Regions from separate parts of the Mus musculus genome. Here region 2 is linked to region 1. The links are chromatin contacts, called in public promoter capture Hi-C maps. All regions are on one chromosome and are shown on one strand. The core of a region is the stretch at or near the end of the contact, and the rest is flanking DNA. Distances in the headings are between cores, read along the strand shown.

Region 1 (7,896 bases), core at 2,984-5,483:
ATGTGTGTGTATCTATGTGTCAGTCTCTGTGTATATGTCTCTCTGTGTGTGTATCTGTGTATCTGTGGCAGTGGGGATGAAACCCCCGGGCCTCGTGTTCACCGTACTGAGCTATACCCTCAGCTTACATATTACAATTGTAAACACCATTCTGTGTTCTTCTCTGAATAGTTAAAACCTATCCCTTTGAGAACAAATATAATTTTATTTCATGACAGGGTTTCTCTGTGTAGCCCTGGCTGTCCTGGAACTCACTCTGTAGACCAGGCTGGCCTCGAACTTACAGACATCAACCTGCCTCTCTCTACCTCCTGAGTGCTGGGTTTATAGGTGTGCACCCCACCACCTATACAATCTGTTTTAGCAGTGGTTGGACACTGACGTTGTTTCCAACCTCTTCACTGTATAATTCAGTGACAACATAATTGTGATTAGACATTCTGGTTCAGCTTCCTAACTCCTAAAGCGGGAGAAGGAATTCCCGCCTCCTTGGGTTGGCATGGAAGTTGGGTGATGAGAACTAATTCTAGAAGAGCTTTTACAAGGTGTTTGACGCAGAGCAGGGGCTCAGTAAGGCCTCGGTGCTAGCAATACATTCTTGGCACCATGAACTTTCAAAATTTTACTTTGATAAAAGCTTGAGAGAGGACGGGAGAGAGAGAGAGAGGGGGAGGGGGAGGGAGAGAGAGAGAGAGAGAGAGATATTTCCATCTATGTGGTTGAACACACCCTCCTTATAACCCATATCTTTATTAGCTAAGGATGGCCTATTCCCTCCCCCCCCCCCCGCCCCAATAGCTAAGGATGAACACATGTTTCTTAGCTGGGTCTCCTGTCCCAGAACTGATCTGGGAGCCACCTGGCAATAGTACCCTTCACACTTGGGAGCGCTTGCTCCCCTTTGTGTGGGGGATCTGAAATTAGAGCTTTGGCTGATGTTGGATGTTAGGGAAGTTACTGAGTCCTGCAGGCAGCACACTCTCTGGCCACATCACTGAGGTGAAAGTCATCGCTCCCAGGCAGGTGCTCTGTGCCAGCTAAGGCACTGGGCCAACACCTGAGGATGCCACCGTCCCTCTTAACTCATCCTATGAGTCTTGTAAAGTCAACATTGCCCCATCTTACACATGAGTAACCGAGACCAGGAGAGTCTTTATCAGCAAGGATCTTGCCAAGGTCACTCAGCATCCAAGGGCCCTGGAGATCTCTGGCCACCCCCATCAGTACAGTGAGGCTTCCTGGGTGGGCAAGTGGAATGGAATCTGGGAGGCTCAGTGGACCTCTGGTTCCAGGTGACCTGGGAGTCAGACCAACCAGGCTTCCATCACTCACTCTTCTTGGTTCTCTGTGACACCTGCCGCTGCCCAGATGCACTATGAACTTTGACCTGGAAGGTTAGCCTCCTGGGCAGGAAAGGAGAGCCAGGACTCAGGAGGGTCATGATGAAACGACAGCCCCACTCCTATGGTGTCTCACTCTGGTCTCCCAAGATGGCTGGGCTGCTCATGGCTCTCTGCTGTACCTCTGGCCTCCAGAAGAACCAAGGGAGGGCAGGTCTAGCAGTGTTTCTGGACCCAAGATTGGGGCAATCAGCAGACGACTTTCTGCACTCCAGATCCCTTCTGGTGGTCAGGGTACAGGGCCTTCCTTTTGTTTTCTTGTCTGGGTGGTTGAGAACTACCATCTCCCTTCTGTGCCTCAGTTTCCTCTTCTGAGCCGTGGGAAAACACTGTATCTGAGGCAAAGGATGAGGAAGCAATGGGAGAAGTGAGGGAGGGTGGAGCAGGGCCAGGCTGCAGCCTCTGTTTGTCCTAGTGCTGGGTCCAGAGCACCCCAAGTGGCAAACCTGTGTCCGGCTGGGTTTGAAAGCTGTTTGAGAAAATCCCATGAGGCTGTTGTGGGCTGGGGTGTTTTCTCCAGAGCAGAAAGATTATGAAAGATATGTGAGGACAGACAGGGCTAGAGTTTGGTGAGGTTTAGGAAATTCAGCAAACGGGACTCAATGGTAGAGGAATTAAATGATGAAGGGAGTGGCCAGGTGGACCACCCAGTTTGGCTTGAGACCCCAAATAAAGGATGGGCCCGGCTGGGGACAGGAGCTGGGAGAAAGCTACTGTGCCCAGGCTCAGTTTGTCTGTAGCTTTGGATGGGTAAACTTGAGGGATAGTATTCCAGAAAGGAATACCATGTGGGCAAGGGGAAGGATAAGGGGGCTGGGGGAGGAAAAGGCCCAGTGTCGGGGTGAAGGACAGTAAATACTGGCTGCTGTCTTTCAACAAGGCTGAGGGTGTGCCAGCTGCGGCAGCCACCTGGTGTTGATGGGTTAATGATCAGGGAGGGTGAGCGGGTGAGTGACAGGATGTCAGGGGAGCCTGCCACCCACACAATGGGCCACATGGTCGCCAGAGCAGTAGACAGGGTCTTGATAAGATTTGGCTCTGTTCCATAGTCGCCGGGGGACTGCAAAGGGAGCCCCAGCCCCCAGATGTGTGTACAAGGCAGGGCCTGGGAGATAGGAGTTGAGAGGTTACTCGGTTGAAAGTGCTTGGTGCTAGCTCAGACTTAGCCAGATCCTGGCAGCTGGCCCTCAAGAGCATTCATTCATTCCATTCACCCATCAGTCACAAGCCCTTGGAGGAGACCAGACTCTCCCACCTAAGGAGACCCGGGGGCAGAAACTATGGTGATGACATAGGTCCTAAGGTCCCTTACTGCACACTGGGCAGGCCGTCTGTCATGGAATTGACAGCAGCCTCTCCAGGGCAGTGGCCACTCTGGTTAGCCCTGTTCCACAGAAAGGAAAACCATGGCTCTAGCCACTGAGGTCACAGTGCCAGCAGGAGGTGAGGCTGGCATGCTGGCATTGAACTCCCTGGCCTATGGACTCTAAGATTCTCTCCATCACTCTTGGGTGGTCCCCAGCCTGGCTGCTCCCTTGAGGTCCCCCCTCCCCCCCCAGGGCTTTCTGGATGGCAGAGGGTTGACCTCATGTCTCTTCTGTTTCCTGACTCTCTGGGTCAGCAGGGGCAGAGTAGAGAGCCAGGAGCGGACTTAGGGCTCCTGCAGCATCTTCCTTCTACCTGGCTCCTGCCTCCTCCTGCCTGCCCCGTCAGCCTGGATCCTGAAGGTCAGATTCTGTACCTCCTGCCCCGGCCCCTGAGTCCTCTCACATCATATCCTGTTGTCTTCAAGGGCCTCCTGCTTCTCTCAGGTCTCTGCAGCTGCCTTTCTAGAACATTCTCATCAGTCATGCTTGCGGCTTGCTTCTGCCTCTCTGTCCTTCCGGCCGCTTGTGTGACTGTGGCCTCCCCACCCAGACCTTCCTGATAGTCCTGCCTCACCCCCACTCAGCTTGTTACTCTCAGGCCCCTGTCTTCAGCCAGGGCAGGTCCAGCATCTGAGACCTGAAACCTCGGGTGTTTCCCTAGGATCTGCGAGTCCTCAGCCTCAGAGATACCAAAGCAGCAGGAGACGTTGGTCACCAGCCTGTCTCATACTCTGCCTCAGGCACACCTGACATCTTACACACTTCACTATAGAGTGAAGGGCCAGGTGTGATGTGTCTGTGTCCCACCCTGCTTCTTCAGATGGCTACACCTCTCACAGAGGTGAAGGGACCTGAGGAGCCACAGGTTGGCCATGAAGATAATTCTGTTCCTTCATCTCTGGGGCCTCTGAGGGAGAAGCTACAAGAGGAGATGTTCACCTGATCCTCTAGTTCTTCCTTCTTACCTAGACAATTCCAGTGCAGGCTCATCTTATCTCTAGGCATGGACAGTAAGTGGAAGGGCAGAAATCCCTAAGTCTGCCCTGAGATGATGAGACTTGTGTTAGTAGACGAAGTTAAAGCTGGACAGACAGGAGCAAGCGCCAAGGCTGAGGTTCCCCTTTCCCTCCTGTGAGGATGGGCAATGAGACCTACACAGTGGGAGAGGCTTTGATAAAGTCTTCGGTGATGGAAGAGACCAATTTTGGGGTGGGAGTGGAGGAACTGCAGGCTCCTCTTCCTGGGACCGGCATGCAATGTGACTTTAGCCAAGCCTTCTCTGGACTTCCTGCTCGTACAAGCACGGTTGTGGTTGCAACTGAGGTGGTCTCAAACTCAAGGCCTCAGAAGTTCTCTTCCCATCAATGCAGCCCCACACTTGCCCAGCAAAGGGTTAAGCTCTTGGCGCCAGCTCCGCAGAGTAACCCCCCCTCCTTTTCACAAACACTTGTAGGAAATCAGGCTGGGCGCTTCCTGCAAGGAGGAGGAGGCAAGGCAAGGCCTCAGCTGCAGGGGCGGGGAGAAGTGGGGAGGGATGCTTGTCTGTGAGCTGAGGCCGTTCTGGCTGGCAGAGCAGTCTGGAGGCGTTCCAGGCTGCTGTGGAGGCAGGGGGCTCCCCAGGTTTGAAACAAAGACCTTGTGGGCAGCTCCCCTGAGCCCAGGCCGGCAGGATGGTGGTGTAGTACTAGTGAGGTAAGGAGCTGAGCCAGGAGGAGGGCCAGAGGGAAGGCCGCCTTCCCTCTGGATGGGCCAGTCATAGACTCTGGACAACCCTGGCAGGCAGCCCAGCCCAGCCAGGAAATCACAGCTACGCAGCTGCTGCCACTCCTGTCCAGTTCTGGGAGTCCGGCCCCCACGAAAGAGTGGACCCCAAGATGCTAGTTTCCAGTTCCAGATCCAATTTGGTTCCCTTGGTGAACTTGGACCCGTGTTGGTCCCTCTCTGTCCCCCGGGGTGGGCTCATCTCAAGGCCAGTTAGTGCTTGGGTTACTGAGGGTCTCGAGATGTTCGGAAGTGAGGAACAGGCCAGGAGATGACACCCTCCTACCCAAATAAGGGCAGGGACAAAGTGGGGGCCAGGAAGCCAGCTTAGAGCTACAGTAGGACAAGATGAGAGTCAGTAATAGCCTGGCCCCTTGTTAGTTCCTCCCAGGCTCTTTGGGTGAGCCAAGGGACAGTCCGGGGACATCCGTCATGGGTATCTCCACTTGCCGCAGGCCAAAGGCCACTCCTGTGAACAGGTCTATGCCCTGCCACGGATCCAAACTTGCTTTGGAGCCCCACAGCCCAGCCCTTCAAAAGGGTCCAGCAGCTTGGTAAGGAGGTCTTTCCCCTGCCATCCTCCTGCCTCCTATACATCTCCTGGCCTTGGTTTAATAGTCACAGTGTTCTAAACTTCCTGGTTGTTCTCATTAGGTGGGTGCCTCTGTTTCCTCATCGGGATGAGGTTAAGGTGGGGATGTCCTGGCTCTCTCTAGCTGGGTAGCATGGAGATTCTGAATGCCAGGGCTGCTGAAGGTTGAAGCTTCAGTGGGGGAGGATCATCCTGGACACACACGCACACGCACGCACACACACACACACACACACACACACACACACACACACACACACACATGCACGCACGCACGCGCGCGCTCGAGAGAGAGAGAGCTGTATGAAGCAGTGTGTGGGGAACAGGGCATTGCCTAGCTAGTTGCTAAATAGAATCCCTGGAGGGTGTGACAACATGGAGATCAGTTCTGTACAGGTGTTAGGTGATAAGAAGCAAGGACATAGAGAAAGCAGTGTTTGGTGTTTTTTTGGGGAGGGTGGGGTGCAGTTTCTCTGGGGGCAGGTGGGGACCTTTAGCTCAATGGCCCAACCATTAGCAGGACCTAGTTATAGAGGGGCTGGCCCTCCTGGGTCAGGACATCATAATTCGAATCCCCAGCTTCCACTGCTACCCTGACGGCTGTCCAGACTTCCCTGCCTGCCTGTGGCACTCAGGGGCCAGGCCCTGAGCCATCCTTGAAGTTCAGCTTGTATTTTCAGACCTCTGTGTTTTTGTCTGTGCTGTTCCTCTGTCCCGATTCCCCTTCCTCTTTCTCCCCTAGATGTGCTTGGTCTGTTAAAGCTGTCACCAAACTTCCTTCTTCAGTGGTTTTTCTGGATTGCGTCCTCCACGGAGGGTGGGATCTTGGCAAGCATGTGTGTTTCTGTATCCTAGGGGCTGAGAACCTCCAAGTTCATTTGGTGCGTCTCTGAGGGTCAGGGTGCTCACCAGACAGAGGGATGGGTGCAGCAGGAACAGGCCTAGGTGACCACCATTCCCCTTTACAGAGAGGAGCAGTCAGCCAGCCACATGCCTCGAGTGGCTGGAACATACAGGGCTGGCTGGGATCTGCTTGCCTGGTGCTCAGCCTGCTGCTCTATTGCAACTTCATCTCTGCCTGAGGTTGGTACCTATTTGACACTGATGTGTGTTTGTTGATTGACTACCTGACTTGGCCAGTTCCAGGCTCCATGACACTGAGGGCTGTGACTTGCACAGAAGAGTAAGGTCTTTCTCAGGTAAAGCTCACAAGTCGAGGCACTTGAGAAATGGGTGCAAAACTGTAACCACTGACTGTTGCTGCCAGGGATGTGTGGGCTCTCCGGAGAACGGTGAGATTTTTGTGGCTGAGTCATTGCAGCAAACTGGCCGTTCCTCTTTCTGCACGTAGGGGCCTCTGCGATGGTGCAGGCTGCTCTGCGGTGGGCTAGGGGAAAGAAAAAAATGACATTTCAAAAGTCAGAAAACCACATGCTGCAGCCCTGCCTCAGCAGAGATGTCAGGAGGTGTGGTTGCACCCCCCTCTACCTGCCCTCGCCTCCGCACTGGGCTGAAGCTGGAGAGGCTCTGTTGAGGTCCTTGCTTAAAGGAAGAGTCTGAAGACTTGACCTGGGGCCTCTGAGCCAGGATCCCACAGACATCAACCGAGTGCACACAAGGTCGGGATCCCCCATCACCATGGATTTGAAGTAGGGGTGCAGGTCCTGTACGGGAACGAGGGGCCTTGAACTTAGATTTACAGTATTTTGTGGGGATCGGGGCAGTACATGGGTGCCACTGCACACACCAGAGGCCAGAAGACAACCTGGAGTGTGAGTCTCAGTTGCCAACTTGTTTTAGGCAGCCCCTCCCTCCCTCACGGCTTGTGTATGCTAGGTTGGCTGACAACATCCTGTCTGGTGTCCATCTCCTTGCAGGAGCGTGCTGGAGTTACACATGCTTGCACGCAGCTTTTATGTGAGTTCTGGAGACTCGAACTCAGGTCATTAGGGTTGTGAGGCCAGCATTTTACCTGCCGAGCCATCCCTCCAGACCCAACTTAAGAACTTTTCCATTCATCCTTTAAAAAAAATTACATTTAATCATTGTAGTGTGTTTGTGCATGTGTTACGTATGTACATATGTAGAATGTCGTGGCCCATTTGAGAGTCAGTTCTTTCCTATCATGTGGGGCCCAGGGATCGAACTCAGTTCCTCAGGCTTGGCGGCAAGGGCCTTTAGCTGCTGAACCATCTCACCAGCCCTCTCTTGCTTCATTTTAAAATTCTTTTCCTAATAATGTAGTATTTGGATATGTGGATATGCAGTTAGAAGTATGCAGATTATCACTGTTGGGGATGTGTGGTTACTGACCAAACAAGAGCCCTGGGCCAGGTCATAGTACTTACTGACCAGTGGATCCTGGCCTGGTTAGTCACTGTTATTTCTGAGCTTCGATCTTGCTACTGAGATGGGAAGGCAGCTCTGTTAAGCTCCCTGCTGACCTAGCAGAGCGGGGGCGGGGTGTGTGTGTGTGTGTGTGTGTGTGTGTGTGTAGAGATACGTGGGACATTCAGGAGTTCTACAGGGCCTGGGGCAGAAGGACTAGCTGGGGGGGGGGGGCAGGGAGAGTCACAGCTAAAGGACTTAGCCCATGGCGCTGCCTAGTCTTTGTGCAGCCAGACTTTCCCAAGCAGTCCCTGTCTCTGGGGAACTGAGTCTAGAAATAGCTGCCTGATGACTTTCCCCAACTACATTGTGAGAGCATCGCCCAAGTGCCCCCCAGAGGCTCAAGGAGAACTCCAACTGCTCAACCTCAGAGGATGGGGTCCTATAC
Region 2 (7,896 bases), core at 3,012-5,511, 2.2 Mb before region 1:
GTACTTGAGCAAGCCACAGAAAACAATCCAGTAGGCAGTGTTCCTCCATATTTTCTGCTTCAGTTCGGACCTTCAGGTTTCTGATCGGATTTTCTAACTTCCATATGCACTATGGCCTGTTAGACAAACACTTTCTTCCCCAGGATTGATTCAGTCAGTTTTGTCACAGCAGCAGCAGCAACAGCAACAGCAACAACAAAATAAAACAGACTCTGACTTTACACCTGTCATCTGCCGTTTCCTCAAGTTTAAATATTGATATTGAAACCTGCCTCTCATTGCTGTCAGGACTCAGAGAGACCAGATGTGATCCTGTATGCAAAATAAGTACATAAATTATGGCATGGTATGAGTATCTGTACAATTGAAGTGGATTCTATTCATTTTACTCATTGTCTCAACTTTGAGAAAGGGAATTCATAATGGATTGTGACCCTTTGCTCTAATCTTATTTAATACTGGGTGATCTGGCTAGTCATCTGATCCCAAATGATATGCAGTTATAAGGAGGATGACAAGAGACTAGAGGAACTAGTGCACTCTGGAAAACTTTATAAAAATCTTCATCATTGGGCTGGAGAGGTGGCTCAGCGGTTAAGAGCATTGACTGCTCTTCCAGAGGTCCTGAGTTCAATTCCCAGCAACCACATGGTGGCTCACAACCATCTGCAATGGTATCCGATGCCCTCTTCTGGTATATGTCTGAAGACAGCTGCAGTGTACTCATATAAATAAAAATAAATAAATCTAAAATCCTCACAAGTATGTCTAAATATGACCTTGTAACATAGGTAGAGTTAATATTTTGAAGAGCAGAAAATTGTGAAAGGCTATGGTTCTACTCTAAAAGTGGCAAAGGAGTGGCAGTTGTTTCCCATTGTTCCTCTAACCCAAGCATTCCTCTGACTCCAGCAAAGGGGATGGTGGTGTTTGACCCCAGCTTCCTCTTCTTGGGTTGAGGGTAGCTGGTGTGCCTGGTGACATGCTTTCCACCTCCAAGCCTTGTTACAGCAGAATGGTATATCCAATCCAGGAAGCTAGCATCCCCAAGATCTGTTTACCCTTGACACTAAGACATCCCTCTGGTCTGCCAACCCTCTGAGTTACTGGAAGGAAAGAGAGGGTACTGGGGAATGACTAGTCTTTGAGTCCTGAGGATTGTGTTTTGAGGGCAGTGTAGGAGACTCCAGAGAGAAGGTGTGGTGCACATGCATACATACACTCAGGCTCTCTCTCTCTCTCTCTCTCTCTCTCTCTCTCTCTCTCTCTCTCTCTCTCTCTCTCTCACACACACACACACACACACACATACACACACACACAAACACACATGCACACACACACACCCTAAGAACTGATTTATCTTGAATGAACAGCAAGCACTTTGTGTGGAAATTCAATATATTAGATTTTAACAATTGTATTTTCGTTCACCTTACACTTACTTTATGCATAAAAACACATACATTTCTATTGGTTTGCCTTCTTCATGGTCACATAGAGGCCTGTAACTAGCCTATAAGTCACTTTTTTTAATGGTTTTTTTTCAAGACAGGGTTTCTCTGTATAGCCCTGGCTGTCCTGGAACTCACTTTGTAGACCAGACTGGCCTCGAACTCAGAAATCCGCCTGCCTCTGCCTCCCAAGTGCTGGGATTAAAGATGTGCGCCACCACGCCTGGCTTGTAAGTCACCTTTAATAAACTTTTTATTGATTCTTTGTGAGTTTTCCATCATGCACCCTAGTCACACTCATCTCCCTGTCCCCTCATATCTACCCTCCACCCTCGAAACCTCTTCCCTACCAAAACAAAAACAAACAAAATCAAACAAACCATAGAAAACATCTCTTCATGTAAGCTGCAGTGTGTTACACTGTATACCACAATATATCCCTCTATCCACACATCTTCACTCATTGCAACGAGTCATTGGTCTGGTTCAAGATCTTTGGCTTCTGTGACATCAATGTTGGATCATCACTGGACCTCTTCCTGGTTATCCTATTGTTGCCCCGTGTCATGGAGGTCTTGCATCTTTAGATCAGCAGGGCCAGCCCGTTCTCATGTTCTCATACCTCCACAGTTCACAGATGATGTAGATTTTGGGATGTGCAAACCCAAAGCCCTGAATCTGAGCCTGGGTAGTAGCTGAGCTGATCACCTCTGCAGCTCCCCCTTATGTGCATACCAGGATGTGCTCTCCAGCACTGCTTCTGCTAAGGTCACCCAGTGCTGCCATTGGCAGGAGGCAGGGTCAGCCCTCCTGCTCTCATGCCCTCTGGGCTGGCTTACTCACAAGCTCACCTCCACAGCCAGCTCCAATGTGTGCATAGGCAAGGTGAAGGGCCTACTCTCCTAAGTGCTGCAGCTGCGAGATGAGGGACAGGGCCAGCTCTACTGCTCTCCTGGATTTGGGGCCCGTTCTCCCACTATCACAGGTGGAGTGGGAAGAAGGGACATCACCCCCATACTACCCACTTCACCTCATGGCAGACAAGTGATGAGGCCGGCCCTTCTGTGCTCATGTCCACAGAGCTATGTCACCAGGACCATTTCTCCTGTGCTCCTCACGGGAGGTGCAGGGCCCGCTATCCTGAGTGCTTCTACTGCAAGGAGTAGCGCCAGCTCACCCACTCTTAGGACCCTGGGCTCAACTCTCCTGACTGCCTTAGGTGTAGGCGGTGAGAGGCAAGGGGGTGGAGAGCATCCCCCTGCACCCACATCAGGGCATATGTGTGTGTGTGTGTGTGTGTGTGTGTGTGTGTGTGTGTAGGGTCATCTCTCCAATACCTATGCCTTTGGGGCTGGCTCACCCTTGTCTTTGCCACTAGAGAAAGCTCCATTGTACTGCCCAGGCAAGGCACAGGTCTATTCTCTCAAGTGCTGCCTCCTGTGAGAAGTGGGGCCAGCTCTCCAGAGTGCCACAACCAGTGAGTGGCAGGCTCAGTTCTGCATAGCCTCTGGATAGCCACATGATCCCAGACCAGGGTTATTCCCAACCAAGTTTCTAGTGGTAACATGAACCACTGACAGCAACAACATCCCCTGCTGCTGTATAATTATGAATCTCAGTGGCAACAGCATCCAGTGGTGAGACTTCATCGTGGCCCCAGGCAGCAGGGCTGGCTACTCACAACCAGCTATTCCTCCTCTCTGTCACCTCTCCAGTCCCATCTCTCTTCATAATGCTTATACTGTCCTGCTTCTCTTTCTCTCCCATCTGTCAATCTTGCACATTGCAGGTGGCTCCAGCTGCAGGCAGCCACATGGCTAGTAGACCTCTGGATTAACCCCTCTGTTTATGCCAATTGGTGTGTTGGCAAGCAGGCCTCTAGTTATCTATAGCCCACCCATGTGGCATGGTAGCAGGAAGGTCTATTGATGCCTTTCCTCTCCCACACCATATGCCATGGTGATAGGTAAGCCTCTTTGTGTCTATGGCCTACTCGTGCTATGTGGGGGAGGGCAGGTCTCCGGGAGTCTTTCCTCATCATCACTGTGTTATAGCAGCTGGAAGGTCTGTGGATGTCTCCTAAGTTTACTTTTAACCCCCACTGGCATCAGCACTGTCCTGGGATACTGTGTAGTTTTCCTTGTCACTGATGTAAGCCACCTTTTATACTGAGTAGACAAAGGTGCTCTTCTACTTGAATTCAATTTCATGGATAGTAGTCTGGCAGTAGAGAATGAAAGCCCTGATCAACTGCCTTAGCTCTGAGTAATCTGAAAACAGCTTTTTAGCACATCGTCTGCCCTGCTATCTGAGAGTTTCTTTCCTTCTTATATTTAATCCATTCGGAATCCCTAATCTAGTCTTATCCCCTGTGTTTTCCTTCTCAGCATATATTCACAGATGCCTAGCTTGAAAACTATAAGTGATGGAGCAGACTGTTACTTTTTTCTTACCCTATGGTTGTATATCTCCAAATGTGGTACTGTATGGGTCTCTAAGGAAATGCTATTTTGAACTGTTATTGTTGCAGTAATTTTTACTCACGCTCCCTTGAGCCAAAGATCTCTCTCTCTCTCTCTCTCTCTCTCTCTCTCTCTCTCTCTCTCTCTCTCTCTCTCTCTCTCTCTCTCTCTCTCTCTCTCTCTTTTTCTCTGCTCCTCTTTAGTGCCCAGCAAGCTGCACTCTGTAACCACAGTTTTTTTCTGGGAAAAAGCATCCTGGGAGCAAACATCTTAAGTAGACACTAGAGGGCAGCAGGAGCTCACACATGATGTAGCTCTCAGCCTTTGACTAGTTGCACCCTTACCTTGTCTCAAGTGGCAGAAATGAATATTAGGAGCAGATGTTGACTGGTTCCTGCCTCTGGCCAAAACATTAGCCAGCAGTTAGCTGCTGGGCAGTGCCCACAGAGAGTTTGACCTTCCTCAGAAGAAAACTTCTTTCTCTGGAAGACAGGTGCCTTCTTCTAGGTTATGCTTGATTACTCTAAGCCTATAAAAGACAGCAACAAGTGCTGTTTTTGCATGATGGGATCATAGGCAGTCATAGGTATGAGCGTCTCTCATTTGATTTTCAGAACACTTGGATGAGAAATTAGAGTCTGCGTTTTACTAACATTGGGGAAGTGAAATGACTTGCCAGTAATTTTATTTGAAGTAGTTGGATTCAGTAGGTGTAGAATTGTGCTCAGTCCATGCCTGATCTCCTCAATGGGCAGAAAGAAAGCAGTTTCAGAGAAGTTCCTTATTGTTATAGCACCAAGCAGGTGTCAAGAAGAGACTTAGTGATTCATATTTGCTTCAGAAATGAGAAATGCTGGATGGAAGCCAAGAAGAGTCAAAGGGAATGGATTTGATGACACCTTTGACACACTTGTCATGGATACTCTTCTGTGAACCCTCTAGATAATAATAATAAAGCATAAGAACTATTATTATTAACATTTCAAAGCTGAGAAAATAGCATATTAGAGAGGTAAATAACTGATCAAAGTTTCCAAACTAGAAAACGGGAGCTGAATTCAAATTCAGAAAAGCCATTCTGTTGTAGCTGCCCTACTGCCTGTGCCTACACTGAGACGCTGCCAAGATGGCTTCGAGGAGAGGATCATTTGTGTGTCTACCTTGTAAACCTACAAAGTAGGTCTTCTTTTTCAGGGGCTCTACCATGCTGTTTCTATTTCTGTTTCCCAATTGTGCATACACATGGCACAAAGCACAGATACACATTTTATGAAAACCCACTCCATAATGCCCTACAGTCTCCGGGATGGAGTTTTACCTAGCTAGTTCGATAGCTTTAGCATATTAAGCAGGGGGCAGGCTTGGATATTGCTAGGCATTCAAATAGCATATCCTCTTAGTTTAAGTCTGACGCTTAGGTTGAGAATTGCCACAGTTTGGATGGCTGTCCATGTTGGCATGGCAGATAAGTTACAAATGTGGCAAGTACTGTCACAATTAGGATTTCCATTGACAGTAGAAACTGAAAGAAGTCGGTAAATGTGAGTGTGTGCGCGTGCATGCGTGCGTGCATGTGTGTGTGTGTGTGTGTGTGTGTGTGTGTGTGTGTGTGAGTGTGTGTGTGTGTGTACTGGTTTCCATACTTCTTTTAAAGTATTTAATGTGGTCAGTCACAAATCACTTAAGATCACATCTACTTGGCTATCATTTTGCACTGCTAACATGCTTTCAAGTACAGCTATACAGTCTATCTGCTATATATAACCTGACAAGTCAAATGCCCTTGCCCCTCTCAGTGGTGGCCTTGAGAGTGGGCACCGCTGACCTTCACTGGAATTCTAACCTCTTACTCTTCTACCTCCATGATCAAAACAGAAGAGAAAACTAAGGACGGCGATGGTCAGACTTTGTTTGACTCTGCCCTTTCCAGTTCCAACAGTTTTTTTTTTTTTTTTTTTAAGGAGCCCCTTTGTCATGGGTAAGTGTCTCTGCTGTGATGCCCAGTGTTAAAGATTTCTCTTCAGACTAGGGACATTGTGATTTCTCTTTGGCTGGTTGATGCAGATCCACCTTTGTTACTGGTTTTCTGGTTGGTTGTTTCATTTTAGAGGCTCTTAGGGAAGATTCAAAAAGCTTGGATGCTGTCCTTTCCTTTTGTCCATGGAAAACACAAGCAGTGTTTCAGGATCCCTGAATCCTCTGGGTGTCTCTGCCAATCCCTTTCTGCTCTTCTAACACAGGCCATTAGCATTGCTGCAGGCAAAGGTAAAGCCTGGCCTACTGTTCTTCCCACTTTCTGACAACAGGTACCAAATTCTCTAAGTAGCACTCCAAGAGATCCTTCACAGAATGTTGGGGTAGAAGTCATAGGACTTGTATGTCTGTCCTAAGATGCTAGAGACTCCAAACATGGTAATAGTTAATAGTTCTCTCAATGAAAATCTTCCTTTATGCTTTCTGGGATTTTCAGAGTTATAAACCTAATTAGAATTCATTTTTAAGTTCTGTGTCTATGGGCTTGATGTTGGGATCTCCCTTCGGTTACGTCTTGCTGTATCAATAGAAATTTCAATGTTAACATCCGGTTACAACAGCAACAATATAATTATAGCAAGCGCAGCAGCAGCAGCAAACAAGAGCAGCTCATATTGACTGAGGGAGTAGCCTGTGCCAGGTACCTCATTTAATCCTCACATGGACTTTTAGTTTATACTGTCACATATCAAGGACACGCTGAGGACCATGGGCTGAGTTAGGCTGAAACGTTCACAATGAACCATGAAGCAGACTAGACTCCAATGGCCACATTTCAGATGAGTATTTTTCCTTTGTTTCAGATTTCTGTGTGGTGTGGGCCTTGGATTAAACTGCTTCTCTCCAACAGGACACAATAACGCCTCCTAAGAGATGATTCCATTTCAGCAATTCCTGGGAGGCCACTGCTGTAAGCAAGGCCACTGTTGTAAGAAAGGCCACTCTTTATGATGTAAAAGTCTCACCCTTTTTCCTCCTCTTTTCATGTTTCTAATTTGAGCCCCCGTCATCCCCACGGAGCCTTTAAATGCCTCAAGTAAGAGCCCATTGCCAAAGCAAAGCTTGTCTGACTAGGAAGTCCTGCACCATTGCCTAGTCCTGAACAAACACCCGCGCAGCCCTGGCTCTCCCAGAAGTCCTCAGTCTGATGCCTTTGTTTTGTTTTCTGGATAAGGGCAAATGGTGCCATCACCTCCTGCCGAAAAGCTCTGGCTGCTCTCCCAACAAGGAGTTGTCATTTCAACTAAAGCTTTTTTTTTTTTTTTTTTTTTTTTTCTTTTGGTGGCAACAAAATAATACCCAGCAGGAATTTGGGAGGAGAAAAAAGAGAGTTCATTTGGCAGGTTCTCAAATGAATGGGTTGTAGTGTCATTGGAACTGAACCGGGCTTGAAACCAGACATGATCCTATTTTGGAAGCATTATTCAGAGGGATGGGAAATGTGAACAGAGGATAAGTCTCTTCAAAAATGCTCTTTATCTTTTTCCCGTTAAAGATAGACAGCCTGTTTTTCCTCAGCTCTCCTATCCTTGCCATGCAGAGGCCCACATGCAAAGCTAGAGGAGGTCAGAACACATAGAAAGTTAATCATGCTTTACCTGCTCACTTTCCTTAGAAAAGGGGAATCGTTCTTTGGGAAGAGATCATATCTCTACTGAATTCTTAATTACTTCTCATGCTTCTGACTCCAAGTCCTCACTCTTGCATTCATTGCTGCTCTGAAAATCTAGCCAGTGGCTTGGGCATACAGGCATACTAGGTATGCAACAAACATTTATTGAAAATACTTTTGAAGCCAGGCCTAATGGTAAAGAACCTTAATCCCAAGTATTTAAAGGTCTAAAATGGCAGGATTGGAATATTCAGGCCTTTCTGGATTACAAAGTAAGTTCGAGGCAAACTTGTGTAACTTGTGAGACTCAAGCTCAAAACACAAATTAAAAGGA

What was found. Promoter capture Hi-C pulls out the DNA fragments that hold promoters and counts their contacts.
Region 2: a contact with region 1 is called in a promoter capture Hi-C map of second pharyngeal arch cranial neural crest, with 9 times the contacts expected there. The contact joins the enhancer-like site here to the promoter of Akna in region 1. A contact is called at or near these places in 6 of 39 promoter capture datasets (the 3T3-L1 cell line, cranial neural crest, embryonic stem cells and 3 more), 1 of 15 datasets of contacts at CTCF or cohesin (the NIH/3T3 cell line), 9 of 484 Hi-C or Micro-C datasets (the HL-1 cell line, cerebellum, cerebral cortex and 5 more) and 4 of 115 datasets of contacts at active chromatin or transcription factors (astrocytes, forebrain, large pre-B cells and 1 more).

The regions. Positions count from the first base shown.
Region 1 is chr4:63,399,782-63,407,677 of GRCm38.p6, reverse strand. Akna (AT-hook transcription factor) reads left to right here and starts at 4,233. Exons shown (of 22, transcript NM_001045514.3): 1 at 4,233-4,459. Gm52742 (a long non-coding RNA gene) reads right to left here. Exons shown (of 3, transcript XR_003955424.1): 3 at 5,552-6,507.
Region 2 is chr4:65,586,341-65,594,236 of GRCm38.p6, reverse strand. All of the region lies in intron 16 of Astn2 (astrotactin 2), which reads left to right. Among named protein-coding and RNA genes, the nearest start is that of Trim32, 15 kb to the left of the region's middle. Within about 2 kb of position 4,261, at least 7 of the 459 cell types and tissues checked have an H3K27ac peak or open chromatin away from gene starts, as enhancers often do. A contact at or near this core is called in second pharyngeal arch cranial neural crest, where this site is marked.